2 separate regions of the Sus scrofa genome follow, and region 2 is linked to region 1. The links are chromatin contacts, called in public HiChIP or PLAC-seq maps. All regions are on one chromosome and are shown on one strand. Each heading gives the region's core, a stretch centred on a gene start, on an enhancer-like site or on the middle of the called end of the contact. The rest is flanking DNA. Distances are from core to core; before and after follow the strand shown. Region 1 has its middle 8.0 kb from the start of ERCC6L. Region 2 overlaps PHKA1 (phosphorylase b kinase regulatory subunit alpha, skeletal muscle isoform).

Region 1 (6,294 bases), core at 2,226-4,725:
GCCTCCTTCCCTGCCTCCAAAACAACACCCTTGCCCTCCACTTGACCTGTCTCGGTGAAGACTTAGTCTCGGGGGAAACACAAAATACAGCTATGAGGTATGACTTTTTAATAATCAGAAGAATGAAGATCAAAAGGTTGGAAAACACTTAGCAAAGATGCGAGGAAAAATCACCCTCATATATTGTTGATGGGAATGTAAGTTCACTCATCCCTTGTGAAGGGCAATTTTGCAGGTTCTATCAAATTGAGAAAGCTAGGAGTTCCTGTTGTGGCACAGCGGAAATGAATCTGACTAGTATCCATGAGGATGAGGGGTTGATCTTGGGGATCTGGTATTGCCGTGAGCCGTGGTGTAAGTCGCAGACACGGCTCGGACTCCTGAGTTGCTGTGGCATATGCCAGCAGCTACAGCTCTGATTCACCCCCTAGCCTGGGAACTTCCACATGTTGAGGGTGTGGCCCTAAAAAGCCAAAAAAAAAAAAAAAAAAAGAGGAGAAAGCTACATACACTTTGACCTAACAATTCCACTTTTAGAAAATTATCCAACAGATATCCTCACACATATTCACAAAAATGCACGTACCAGGATATTTATTGCCGCAATGTTTGCGACAACAAAAGATTGGGGAAAATATCCATCAACAGGGGACTGGTCCATTAAATTAAAGTGCACTCTTATAATGGAAAATATACAGTCATTAAAATAAAGGGAGCTCTTGGAGTTCCCTGGTGGCCTAGTGGTTGAGGACTCTTCACTGTAAACTTGAGGGGCAGATGCAGCCAAAACAAAACAAAACAAAAACAACAAAGGAAGTTCTTGATGTTTTTATTTTTTAACTTTTTAACTTGAGATGAAATTCACATAAGATTAACTTCAGTATTTTAACCATTTTAAAGTATAAGATCCAGTGTTTTCATGTTTTGATAGGAAACACCCTCCAGATATATTGATAAGTGCCTACCCTCACCTCACTTACCTTCTTTTCCTACCTCTGCTGGTGAAAATAGGAGCGACTTTTTCTGATGGGCACCTTCGAAAAGCTTCTGTGACCAAGGAGGCTGAGTGGGTTTGTTGCTAGGGAAAGGTGGTACTAATGGAAATATTAATCAGTGGTTCTCAGACTGTTGCATTTTAGTGTTACCTGGGGAGATTTAAAAAATGCCATTGCCCAGGGAGTTCTCTTCGTGGCTCAGCAGTTAACAGACCCGACTAGGATCCATGAGGATTCGGGTTTGAGCCCTGGCCTCGCTCAGTGGGTTAAGGATCCAGCATTGCTGTGGCTGTGGCATAGGCTGGCAGCTACCACTCTGATTTGACCTCTAGCCTGGGAACCTCCATATGCCAAAGGCACAGCCCTAAAAAGCAAAAAAAAAAAAAAAATGCCCTTGCCCAGGCCCCACCTCTAGAGATTTTGATTTAATTAGTCGGGAGCGGGGCCTGGGCATGATTTTGAAAATTGAAGTATAATCAACACACAGTAAAATGCATAGGTCTTGGAGTTCCTCTATGGTTCAGTGGGTTAAAGCCCAGTGTTGTCATTGCTGCAGCTCGGGTCACTGCTGTGGTATGGGTTCAGTCCCTGGCCTGGGAATTTCCACATGCTGCAGGTGTGGCCAAAAAGAAAAAAAAAAACGTGCAGTTCTTAAGCATATAGTTCAACAAATTGTGATAATCGTAGGTACCTGTGTAACCACTGCCCCAACAAAACATAGACCATTTCCATCATCCAGTCCCAGTCAATCCCCTAGCCCTGCCAGAGGCAACCACCATTCTGATTTCTATTATAGATTCATTTTGATTGTTCTTGAAATGCATATAAATGGAATCAAGCAGTAGGTAACGTTTTGAGATTGGTTTCTTTCATTTAGCATAATGGCTTTGCAATTCATTCAAACTGTTGCACTGATCAACTTCCCTTTATTTTGCCTGTGCCTGTGGCTGTGGAAGTTCCTGCGCCAGGGATTGAAGCCATGCTGTAGCAGCAACCTAGGCCCCTCCCATGACCACCCCAGATCCTTAACCCACTGCATCACAAGGGAACCCCCTCAACTTCCTTTTTTATTGCTGTGTGGTATTCCCTTGTATGGGTACATCAACATTTGTTTATCCATGCACATATTCCAGGACATTTGGGCTAGGTATATATTTGGGGGAGGTCATCATTTTATTACTGATTTGTAGGAACTCTTTATATTTTCTGGATACTAGTCCTTTGTTAATGTATTGTAAATATAGCCACTGTTTTTATTTTTATTTATTTATTTTTTGTCTTTTTGCCATTTCTTGGGCCACTCCCCCACGGCATATGGAGGTTCCCAGGCTAGGGGTCTAATTGGAGCTGCAGCCACCGGCCTACGCCAGAGCCACAGCAACGTGGGATCCGAGCCGTGTCTGTGACCTACACCACAGCTCACGGCAATGCTGGATCATTAACCCACTGAGCAAGGGCAGGGATCGAACCTGCAACCTCATGGTTCCTTGTCGGATTCGTTAACCACTGCGCCACGACAGGAACTCCCTAGCCACTGTTTTTTAAAAGATTCCCCAGTGATTCTAACATGAATCTAAGGTTGAGAAATCCTGGTACACTAAAGATTAGCTGCAGAGACATCATTCCGCAGATTTTATGGGTCCCCAAATCTGCCCACTGGCAACTATGGCAGAGGATTGGTTTTTCAATCTGTGTGAATGTCTAGGGCTGTCAGGATTTTAGGAATGAGGGGTGCCTTGTCATTCTTCCTCCTGTGGATCTGTCTGGCTTCTTGGATAGGCTTATTCATCACAACTATTCTCTTATCCTCTGATGTGAGACCTTAGGTCAGTCTTTTCTTGTCTCCACCCTAACATTTTCCTCGTGTTCGACTTGACCTTATTGCTTGACCCATTTCTACCACTTGGAGATGATGTGTGTCAAAGGGACAAAGACAGGTTTTCTCCTGAATGGAGCAAGCTGTGTCTCAGGGGCACAAGGAGTGTGACCTTCTGTATCTCTTCCCAGGCATTGTCCCCAGTCTGCCTATCTACTCACTGAAAGGGAGAATCATTTTCTAGTCACTTTGGCAACTATCCACCAAGGAGCTGGGAGTTGATAGCCTGATCCTGGTGTCTTTGAATCTGCTGTGTACTTGCTGCATGACCTTGCATAATGCAATTTGCCTCCCTGAGTCTTGGTTCCTATGATTGGTAAAGGAGAACAGTTATTTATCACTTGTTGTGGGGGAAATGCCTGGCATAAAGTAGATGCTCACAAAGCCATTAGTTCCCTCGAAAGGGGAGCTGGAAAAGCTTGGCTCTAGGAGCAGTGCAGCTGGGCTGTGAGAGGAGCTCTCTGCTTGGGGATTTGCCATGCCCTCCACATGCCTTGGTGTCATGTATCTGTCCCATCCCTCCACACCTTCAGAGGCCTAGACTGGCCAAGGTCCCTCCTGCTGTGTTGTCCTCACCCTGCCCTTCTTGGCTGATTTGAACAGAGTGTCCCACGAAGGCCCCTAGGCTCTTTAAGCTTAGAGCAGATGGCTGGGAAGCCAATTCTCTGGGACATACAGTTCCTGACTCAGATCTGGGCAGGGGGCCAAGGCCTTCGAAGGGCTGGAGGAAAATGTAACCCTCATCCCTCACTCAAGAGCTTGTAATTTTTACTCTCTGTCTCTTTTAGTGTCAAAGAAGAAAGGAAAAGGGCCACAAAGGTTAAGATTAAGTCCCCCCTGGAAGTCCCTTCTTTGGCTGGCACCAGGGAGGAGCCTTGATTCCAGCTTTTGGGAGAGGGGCCCATCCATGTAGGGAGGGTTTCTCTGCTGCTCCAGGAGGGCGAGGAAGCTGACAAGAAACTCACCAGAGTTCCCAGAAATGCCCTTGACCTGGGGAACAAGGGGGTATAGGGTATCCAGGGAGTCTACCAAAACTCAGCGCTGGTTGGAGCCTGTCCATCTTACAGCCAAGCATGGGTGGTTTTGTCCCAGCAAAGATTTGGGAAGGGACTAGAAAAGAAATATCCTATTCCTGGGTGTAGTCTCAGATTCCTCTACTACGCTATTTCCAGGTCTGTTCTTTTTTTTTTTTTTTCCAGGGCCTCACCTGTGGCATATGGAAGTTCGCAGGTTAGGGGTTGAATCAGAGGTACAGCCAATAGCCTACATGACAGCCACAGCAATGCCGGGGATAGAACTCACATCCTCATGGATACTAGTTGGGTTTTTAACCCGCTGAATCACAACAGGAACTCCAGTTTTCAGGTGCATCTTGAGGCAAATTCAAGAGGGAGACAGGGCAATGCTGGCAAGAGGGGCCATTGGACCTCCCCTCTTCCCTGGTTCCTAGTCCCCATTATCTCTTTGAATGTATCAGTCCTACCCACAGCCTCATTCAAGTTCTTCAACATGGTGCCCATTGCTCTCCTTTAGGATTCGTGAATTGATTGATAAATTCATCCATCCCTCTAACAAATATTTACTTACTAGCTACTATGTGTAAGTACTTGCTAAGCTCTGTGAAGCTGTAACTGTGCAAGACAGATCTGTCCTTCACAGAGATCACGTGATCATGGGGGAGCCAGAGAGGTAATCAGGCCACTACATTCCATGGACTAAATCCAAAGATAAAGGCAGGGCATGGCACATTGTGTCATAGAGGACCACTGATGGTCAGGATCATGAAAGGTCCTTGAAAGAAGGGAGATCTAAGAGCCAAGGGGTGGATAGGAGGATAATGAGACACAAAGGAGGGGAAGAAAGTCCAGAGAGAGGAAACAGCATGTGAGAAGGCCTAGAGGCAAGATTTGAGTAAGTGGAGGTAGTTCAGTTTGAGAATATTGTGATGTGTGATGTGTGATGTGTGATGTGTGTGTGGTGTGTGTGTGTGTGTGTGTGTGTGTGTGTGTGTGTGTGTGTGTGTAGGGGCCGTGAAAAATGCAAGAGAAGCAGTCAGGCGCCAGATCAGGGAGGTCTTATAAGCCATAGTGAGGAGGAAGGATTTGATTTTGAGGGCAAGGAGGAGGCCTTGAAGGGGTTAGACCAGCCTAGGACACAATCAAATTGGTGGGTTATTTTTGGTTTTTTTTTGGCCATGCCCTTGGCATGTGGAAGTTCCCGGGCCAGGGTCTGAACCCACACCACAGCAGCAACCTGAGCCACTGCAGCAACAACACTGGATCCTCAATTGCTAGGCCCCTGAGAACTCCAGATTGGTATTTTAGCAAGATTACTCTGGTTTCTGGGTGCGGAGACAGTAGGGAGCTGGTACACATATAAAAGCAGGCAGAAAGTCAGGAGGCTATGGTAGTGAGCCAGGCAAGAGATGATGGTAGCATGGACCAGAATGTGGCAGTGGAGATGGAAAGAAGTGTTCAGATTTGAGATATATTTTGGAGGTAGAGCCAACAGGACTTATTGGTAGATTGGAAAGATGCCTCCCAATTTCTGACTCTAACGTTAGGCTGTTGGTAGTGCTGTTCCTGGAGATGGGGAATACTGAGGGAACAGGTCTGGGGAGGGCAGGAAATGAGTTCAGTGCCATGTTGAGTTTAAGCTTCTAGGAAGTCATGTCCGGTATCCAGCTGGGCGTCTAAGTCTGAAACTCAGGAGAGAGGATGAGGCCAGACAGAGAATTGTGCTGTCTTGGGAGTGGATGAGGTAGCCTGAGGAGAGTGGAGAATGCCATGTTTTTTTTGCAGCAGCAACTGTCCTTCTCTCCCCTTTGGTGGCTGCTTCAGCCTAAACTCTAGAAAGCAGTTTAGGAAGCACTCATTAGATTTAGCAGTTTAGTGCAAAGACCCTGTGGATAGTCCTAACTCTTGGCTCCCTCTTTCCTCTCTGTTCTTGTCATTTCCACAGCATCTTGGGCTGACTTTACCAGTTTCCAATAAGAATTTATCCAGCCTGGGGGCCAGGCCAGCTGCCATTCTTAGGAAATTTGGTTTCCAGCTCCCCCTGCTGGCAGAGCTGGAGATGACTCATGGCTGGGCAGCAGAGCTGGAGAGCACTCCTGTCCTTCCTCCCCTGGGACAGACTCCTCTCATCCCCGAACAGGGTGTTAAGACCTCAGTCCAGTCCCCTTTTCTACTCGCCAAAAAACCCTACACCCACTTTAGAACACTAACTACAAATAGGAGGAGAAACGCTTAATTAGGTGTCCAGGAATCACAAATTAAATTCTTCCTGTTTCCAAATCACTTTCTTCTCTTTTCTGCCCCAAACCCACTCTTGATTTCCTTGGCCATATGAAGATTTCATTTGGTTATTTATACTTATCTCTAAAAATACCCTCTCCCATGCTCAGTCCCTGAAAGCAGCATT
Region 2 (6,294 bases), core at 1,669-4,168, 370 kb before region 1:
GCACTGGCCTTGCCAGACAAGAACACAAAGTATTGTTGAGCGTCTTTCTTAATATTCCTCTCTGCCAATAGTCTCACTCCTATTTAATACACCTAGATTTCTACTTTTGTTTGGCTTCACTTTTCATCCTTCTACTTACCTTTGGGTTCTGGTCTAATACCCCTGTGGTCATTCTGGAGTACAGAGTTGGACTGTCCCTTACCAAGGGTAGAGTAGATGTCTATCCTGGGTACGTAAAATGACTGGTGCTTTTAAAATGTGAGGAAGCAATGGTGAGTGAGGGATATTTAATCAAGTATGTAGTAGGAAAACTAGACACACACAGTAGTGCTTTTTGGCATAAAAATATGAAGTCCAATTAGAGTTCTTTTATATAGAATATTACAGGGACACATCAAAATCTCTAGGGAGGCCTCTGTAGTTTGAAAAAGCCAATTTGGTATACCTATCACTTTTATATTACAACCTAGACAAAGCAGAACAAAATCTAATATGCTGCTAGGAATACAAAGATGATATAGTGAGAAAGTATTTTGGGGGCATAATATTGAAAATGCCTGAGAAACACCCTAAAGTGTTAAAATGCAGGCAGGGCAAGCATTACATCATTTGAATCCCAAAGAGAGAAGGACCGATAGGAGAGAATTGTTCTAGCTATCTAAAACATGGTTGGTCTGCTTTCATTGTCTAGGTATTTGACTGTTAGCCTTTATCTTACAGGTGGTGTGTTGGAGAGAAGAAAAAATAAATTAGCTTTCCTCAGTGAACTAGCAAGTATAATCTCATATACACTAAGCCAACACACCAGCAGTCACATGGAGTATATTCTCATTTGGGCTCAGCATTTATTCTTCTAAGCACCATTTAATTTACCCTGTATTTGTTTTTGTAAGATCTAAAATAGTGTGGGAGTTCCCGTTGTGGCTCAGTGGAAACGAATCTGACTAGCATCCATGAGGACGCAGGTTCTATCCCTGACCTCGCTCAGTAGGTTAAGGATCCGTCATTGCCATGAGCTGTGGTGTTGGTTGCAGACATGGCTCCAATCCTGCATTGTTGTGGCTGTGATGTAGGCCAGCAGCTACAGCTCCGATTCAACCCCTAGCCTAGGAACCTCCATATGCCATGGGTGTGGCCCTAAAAGGAAAAAAATAACAAAAATATAAAATAAAAAACAAGGAGTTCCCGTCATGGTGCAGAGGAAATGAATCCAACTAGGAACCATGAGGTTGCGGGTTTGATCCCTGGCCTCGCTCAATGGGTTAAGGATCCAGCGTTGCTGTGAGCTGTGGTGTAGGTTGCAGACATGGCTTGGATCTGGCATTGCTGTGGTTCTGGCATTGCTGTGGCTCTGGTGTAGGCCGGCAGCAACAGCTCCAATTAGACCCCTAGCCTAGGAACCTTCATATGCCGCGGGTGTGGACCTAAAAGGACAAAAGACAAAAAAATAAAATAAAATATAAAATAGTGTGAATTTCTTTGTTGGAAGAGAACATTAAATACAGGGTAATTTCCTATTATTAGTAATATCCAAAGTCATGATATCTATCTTGGTGTACGCTGAAATATTTTGAAAACCAGACAATCATATATTGAGGATGTTTGCTATTCCATGGGTAGTTGTGATTACATCTGTAGCATTCATTCTCTTAGATTACTTTCTGAAATATACCTATCTCTTTAATGATATGTTTTACTGATTTGATATTATACACTCTGAGTCACTTTCCCACATCTCTGGGTTTACTCCTTGGTGACCTCACAATGGGAGTGTTTATTACTTGTCAGCCCATCCATGAGGAGAGCACTTCTCTATATATTATTCATAATCCTCCACTCAAATGTGTAGATTGTATTCACGGTTATAATATTTGTTATTAGGATGTCACTGAGTATGAGGTCCATTCTTGCAGCTCTACTGATTTCTATTAGTCACATCAGAGAACAGAAAGACATCTGGAAAGTTCCCTAAAGATGATCAAAATCCAGATGATGTATGACTGACATAGAAAACTTCAGTATTGATCCAAAAACTGGGCTTTTCCAGCTATAACTGTTGTAAATGTTCATGTAAACTCTGAAATGTGAGGGCATCCACAGGAGATATATATATATATATTTGGTTACCATTATCCATAGTCAGAGATAATGTTATCGAAGGTATGTTGGAGAGGGAGAGTCCAAGAGGAAAAGGACCATATCTGTCGTCTTCAACACTAAAACCTCAGCACCTAGTACACCACCTGGTACATAGTGGGCAATAAATATTTGGTGAATAAATGAAGGAGGTGACTAGAAAGAACAAACGTGTGGTCAGTAGTTCATTTGACACCCATTATTTTTTCTGTAGCAATTGCAACTGCCATTTGTAGAATCTAAATAACTCTTTTCAACTAGGCACAATGTCTGGGGGAAAGTTTTTGCCCTTCCCCACAAGTCTCCTCATACAAGTGAGAGCCAAATGGCCCTCCTCTACCACCACTGCCACCACCACTATCATCACACACATACATAGATTATGAAAAGCTCCACCTGGCCTTTAATAAGTTATACTCTTTTGGAGGGGGCCCTAATATTGTCTCAACAAAGTTGAAGAACAGGTGGGGCCTGGTAAATGGCCAAGTTTCTGAAAAATAAAACTATAAGATTGTATAATGATCACAAACATTTTTTTCCCATGAGCTAAAACAACTTATTTCTGGTGTTGTGGGCACAGGAGCCAGTCATTCTGTTTGGTGGGGTAGATTATGAAATAACTAAAATGTTTATTTTTTCTCTCCCCCCTCCTCCCACTAACCTTTCAGCTCGCTGTGGTGATGAAGTTGCTCGTTATTTAGATCACCTCTTGGCACACACTGCTCCCCATGCTAAACTAGGCCCTACCTCACAGAAGGGAGGGCTAAATCGGTTCCGAGCGGCTGTGCAAACAACCTGCGATTTAATGTCCTTGGTGACCAAGGCCAAGGAGCTGCATGTACAGAGTGAGTAATGCCATGACTCACTGGAGTCAGGAACAGGATGACGTGAAGCCCAGGATGGGGGTGGGGTGTTTATTACAGTGTAAGCAGGAACTTTGTTTTGTTCACTTCTTTATCCCCAGCATCTCACACAGCACTTAGAAGATATTAGACACTGAAATATTTGTAAAAGTAATGAATTGGGTTTAGTTTAACCAGTTACATAGCAAGAAGAGACAGAACAAAAAGGATGGTGCATATTCAGTATTAATACACAAGTATTAAAAGACGGAAATGATTTTTCTCCTTCTAATTTGGAAGTAATTTCATTTAAAGAGGAAAGCATTGTAGATCATTACACGATAGCCTTGCAATGGAGAGGGAGATAGTCTCCCGTAAGTAAGCTACATCTGGTTCCTTAGGCCAGCTGTAACTTATACAGTCAGTTGTTCCAGCAGCATAGAGCTGTATTTGTCAACTATAGTATCATTCTTTTAACAACTTTGCCATTCTCCTCCCCAAGACCACTACCCTCCTTCAGTAATATTTGCAGTGAAGAATCTCTTTTCTACTACACATTGCTCAGAGTAGTCACAGTTCTTAAGAGTGTTCAGTACCTTATGGTAGCTGCATATGAAGGGACAGAAGGGCTCCTTGGCCACACCTAGAGGACCTAAATGTTAACATTTCACAGATGACAAAATGATTGAGATGCATGCTCTTACTGTCTAAAATTCTATTGACCATTACTAACCAAAGATATTAAACATGATCATTGAGGGATCATTTAACATTTAGGCTAGGGAAAAGCTTAGCATACATAGCCTTCGTATATGCTTCCTTGACAAAGGGCTTATGCAAAGATAGCAGCTTTATTAAGCCATACTTGTATATTGTGAATCAGGAAACTTGAGCTTAATTCCCAGCTCTACTACTTACTTTGCTTGAACAGTTACTTGAGCTCTGTATCTCTCTTTCTGTATCTATAAAATGGCAAAAATGACAAGAGAGTCTCTCCTTAGAGGTTATGGTAAGTATGTCAACAATGAACCGTAAGTAAAAATCTTAGGAATATCTCAAAATTAGTCAGAAAGTACACTTTTTAATTCCCTAGATGAGAATCAAGGAAGTCCAACTGCCTGCAGCCAGATATTCTCCTAGAAGAGTCCAGAAAAGATAAAAATGTAACTGGGTTCTTTTTGTAATATGTGGTGTTATATTAAAGTAATGAGATATCACCATTGTAGTACTGATTACATTCATAGAATTTAATATCTTATATGCCCAGCTGATGCTTCAATTCTAGACATTGCATTCAAAAAAGGTTGATTGATTGATTGAACATACTTTGATTTATAGGACATTCATATTTCTTTTCTTTGCTATTACCAATAAAAGGTAAATTTCTCATTCTTGTTCTATAAAGAACCAACCCATATGTAACTTCACTGTTGAGGTCAACTGTGCATTTTTATTAGTGTCCTAATTATCTAAGCTTTTCTATGAATGTCAACCTCTTACAGATGTCCACATGTATCTTCCTACAAAGATATTTCAGGCTTCTCGGCCTTCATTCCACTTACTTGACTCACCTCATCCCTCACGAGAGGACCAGGTAAATTTGCACATTAGGTATTTCTATCAGCTTTTTGCAAAACTGCCATCCTTACAGAAAATAATAGAACTAGCCATTATGGTTTCTGCTAGTAACAGGTGGTAGACAAAATGCTACTCTGATGAAGATATGTGTCCTTTTTAGTCCACTTTTTAAATGGGCAGTTTTTCAGTCAGGTTTAAGAAAACTAGATTGCTGCATCATACATTCTGAAAGTTTTGTTGTTTCTGCTTTACTTTTTGTCAAAATTTGGGGAACTCTAATGTAAAAAGTTTAGAGGTGAAAAGATCAACACTCCAGGGCATTATTTAAGGTGATCACTTATGGACTTTTTTTTCCTGTCTTTTCTCAAATTAAAGGTTCCCTCTGTTCGTGTAGAAATACATCTTCCTAGAGACAAGTCTGGGGAAGTGGACTTTAAAGCACTGGTTTTACAATTGAGAGAGACCTCTAGCTTACAGGAGCAAGCTGATATCCTGTACATGTTGTATACCATGAAGTAAGTGATGGGTATTATCAATCTACATTCATGTTCATATAGAAAGGAGGTATAGTGTAGAAAATATAGCACAGCTTTGGAGTCTCACTGATGTGAATTTGAATAGTTCTGCAACCTATCCACTATGTAACTTCAAAGTCTCAATTATCCTCATTTATAAACTTTGGATTACACCTACCTCGTTAGAATTGTTTTAAAGTTTAAACAAGATAAAATATCTTCAAAGTCTCTAATACAATGCCTGGTACATAGTAGGTGACTAATAACATAACTGTTATTATCACTATTATGGTTATTTTAAGCCTCCATTATTTGGTAAAATCTACAGATAGATTTTTAACTCAAAAGAAGTAAGAATATGTAGGCTTGCAGGAAAAAAAAAAAACCTAGCATTTGCAAGTGTTTATTATGTGTCAAGTAGCCTCTACTAAGGTACATTTTACGTTTTTGTTTTGTTTTTGTCTTTTTTTTTTTTTCAGGGCCACACCTGCGGCATGTAGAAGTTCCCAGGCTAGGGGTCAAAATGGAGCTGTAGCCACTGGCCTACACCACAGCCACAGCAACACCAGATCCGAGCTGCATCTGCAACCTACACCATAGATCATAACACGGGACCCTCAACCCACTGAGCAAGGCCAGGGATCGAGCCTGCGTCCTCATGGATGCTAGTCAGATTCGTTTCCACTGAGCCATGACAAGAACTCCAAAGTATATTTTATCTAGGTACCTCCAACTCAGTATGCCCAATTGAACTCCTCTCTATCCCCCCATAAAATAACTTGTTATTCCTCATTTATTCATGTTGTTGCCACCCTGAAGAGGTAGGATGGATCCCCCCCCCCGTAATTTGGTTGGAATGTTGAGACTGATGATGCCCTACGCATAGTAGAAGGGTGTGAAATGTTTATTATTCACGTAATGAGACTTTCTGGGGACAGAGGAACAGGTTCTCAAGTTGGTCCTTAAAGAAGCTTGAGCGAGCAAGGAAAGAGGCTGAATTTGGAATTTTATTATGATTAGGAGGTGAGGCTAGGAGGAGGGTTTTCAATGGCACCAAAGGTGAGAACACTCAGACTTTCTTATCAGCTTGTCCAGATTTAGGCTGGAAGGGAAAAGGGAGTGGTAGACTTGAAAGCAGTCTGCAGTCAAACATAAAAAATGGAATCGCCTCTATGAAATTCTCCATCTCTGTTGTTGGAACCAACACCTACCTAATCATCAAG

Evidence for each region. HiChIP or PLAC-seq counts read pairs in DNA pulled down with a chosen protein or histone mark.
Region 2: a contact with region 1 is called in an H3K27ac HiChIP or PLAC-seq map of skeletal muscle, with 4 times the contacts expected there. The contact joins two enhancer-like sites. A contact is called at or near these places in 1 of 47 Hi-C or Micro-C datasets (embryonic fibroblasts) and 1 of 2 datasets of contacts at active chromatin or transcription factors (skeletal muscle).

What each region holds. Positions count from the first base shown.
Region 1 is chrX:58,122,837-58,129,130 of Sscrofa11.1, reverse strand. No RefSeq gene overlaps it. Among named protein-coding and RNA genes, the nearest start is that of ERCC6L, 8.0 kb to the right of the region's middle. Within about 2 kb of position 3,475, at least 10 of the 83 cell types and tissues checked have an H3K27ac peak or open chromatin away from gene starts, as enhancers often do. A contact at or near this core is called in skeletal muscle, where this site is marked.
Region 2 is chrX:58,495,050-58,501,343 of Sscrofa11.1, reverse strand. It overlaps PHKA1 (phosphorylase b kinase regulatory subunit alpha, skeletal muscle isoform), which reads left to right. Exons shown (of 32, transcript XM_021080697.1): 19 at 4,481-4,572; 20 at 4,932-5,071. Among named protein-coding and RNA genes, the nearest start is that of HDAC8, 48 kb to the right of the region's middle. Within about 2 kb of position 2,918, at least 23 of the 83 cell types and tissues checked have an H3K27ac peak or open chromatin away from gene starts, as enhancers often do. A contact at or near this core is called in skeletal muscle, where this site is marked.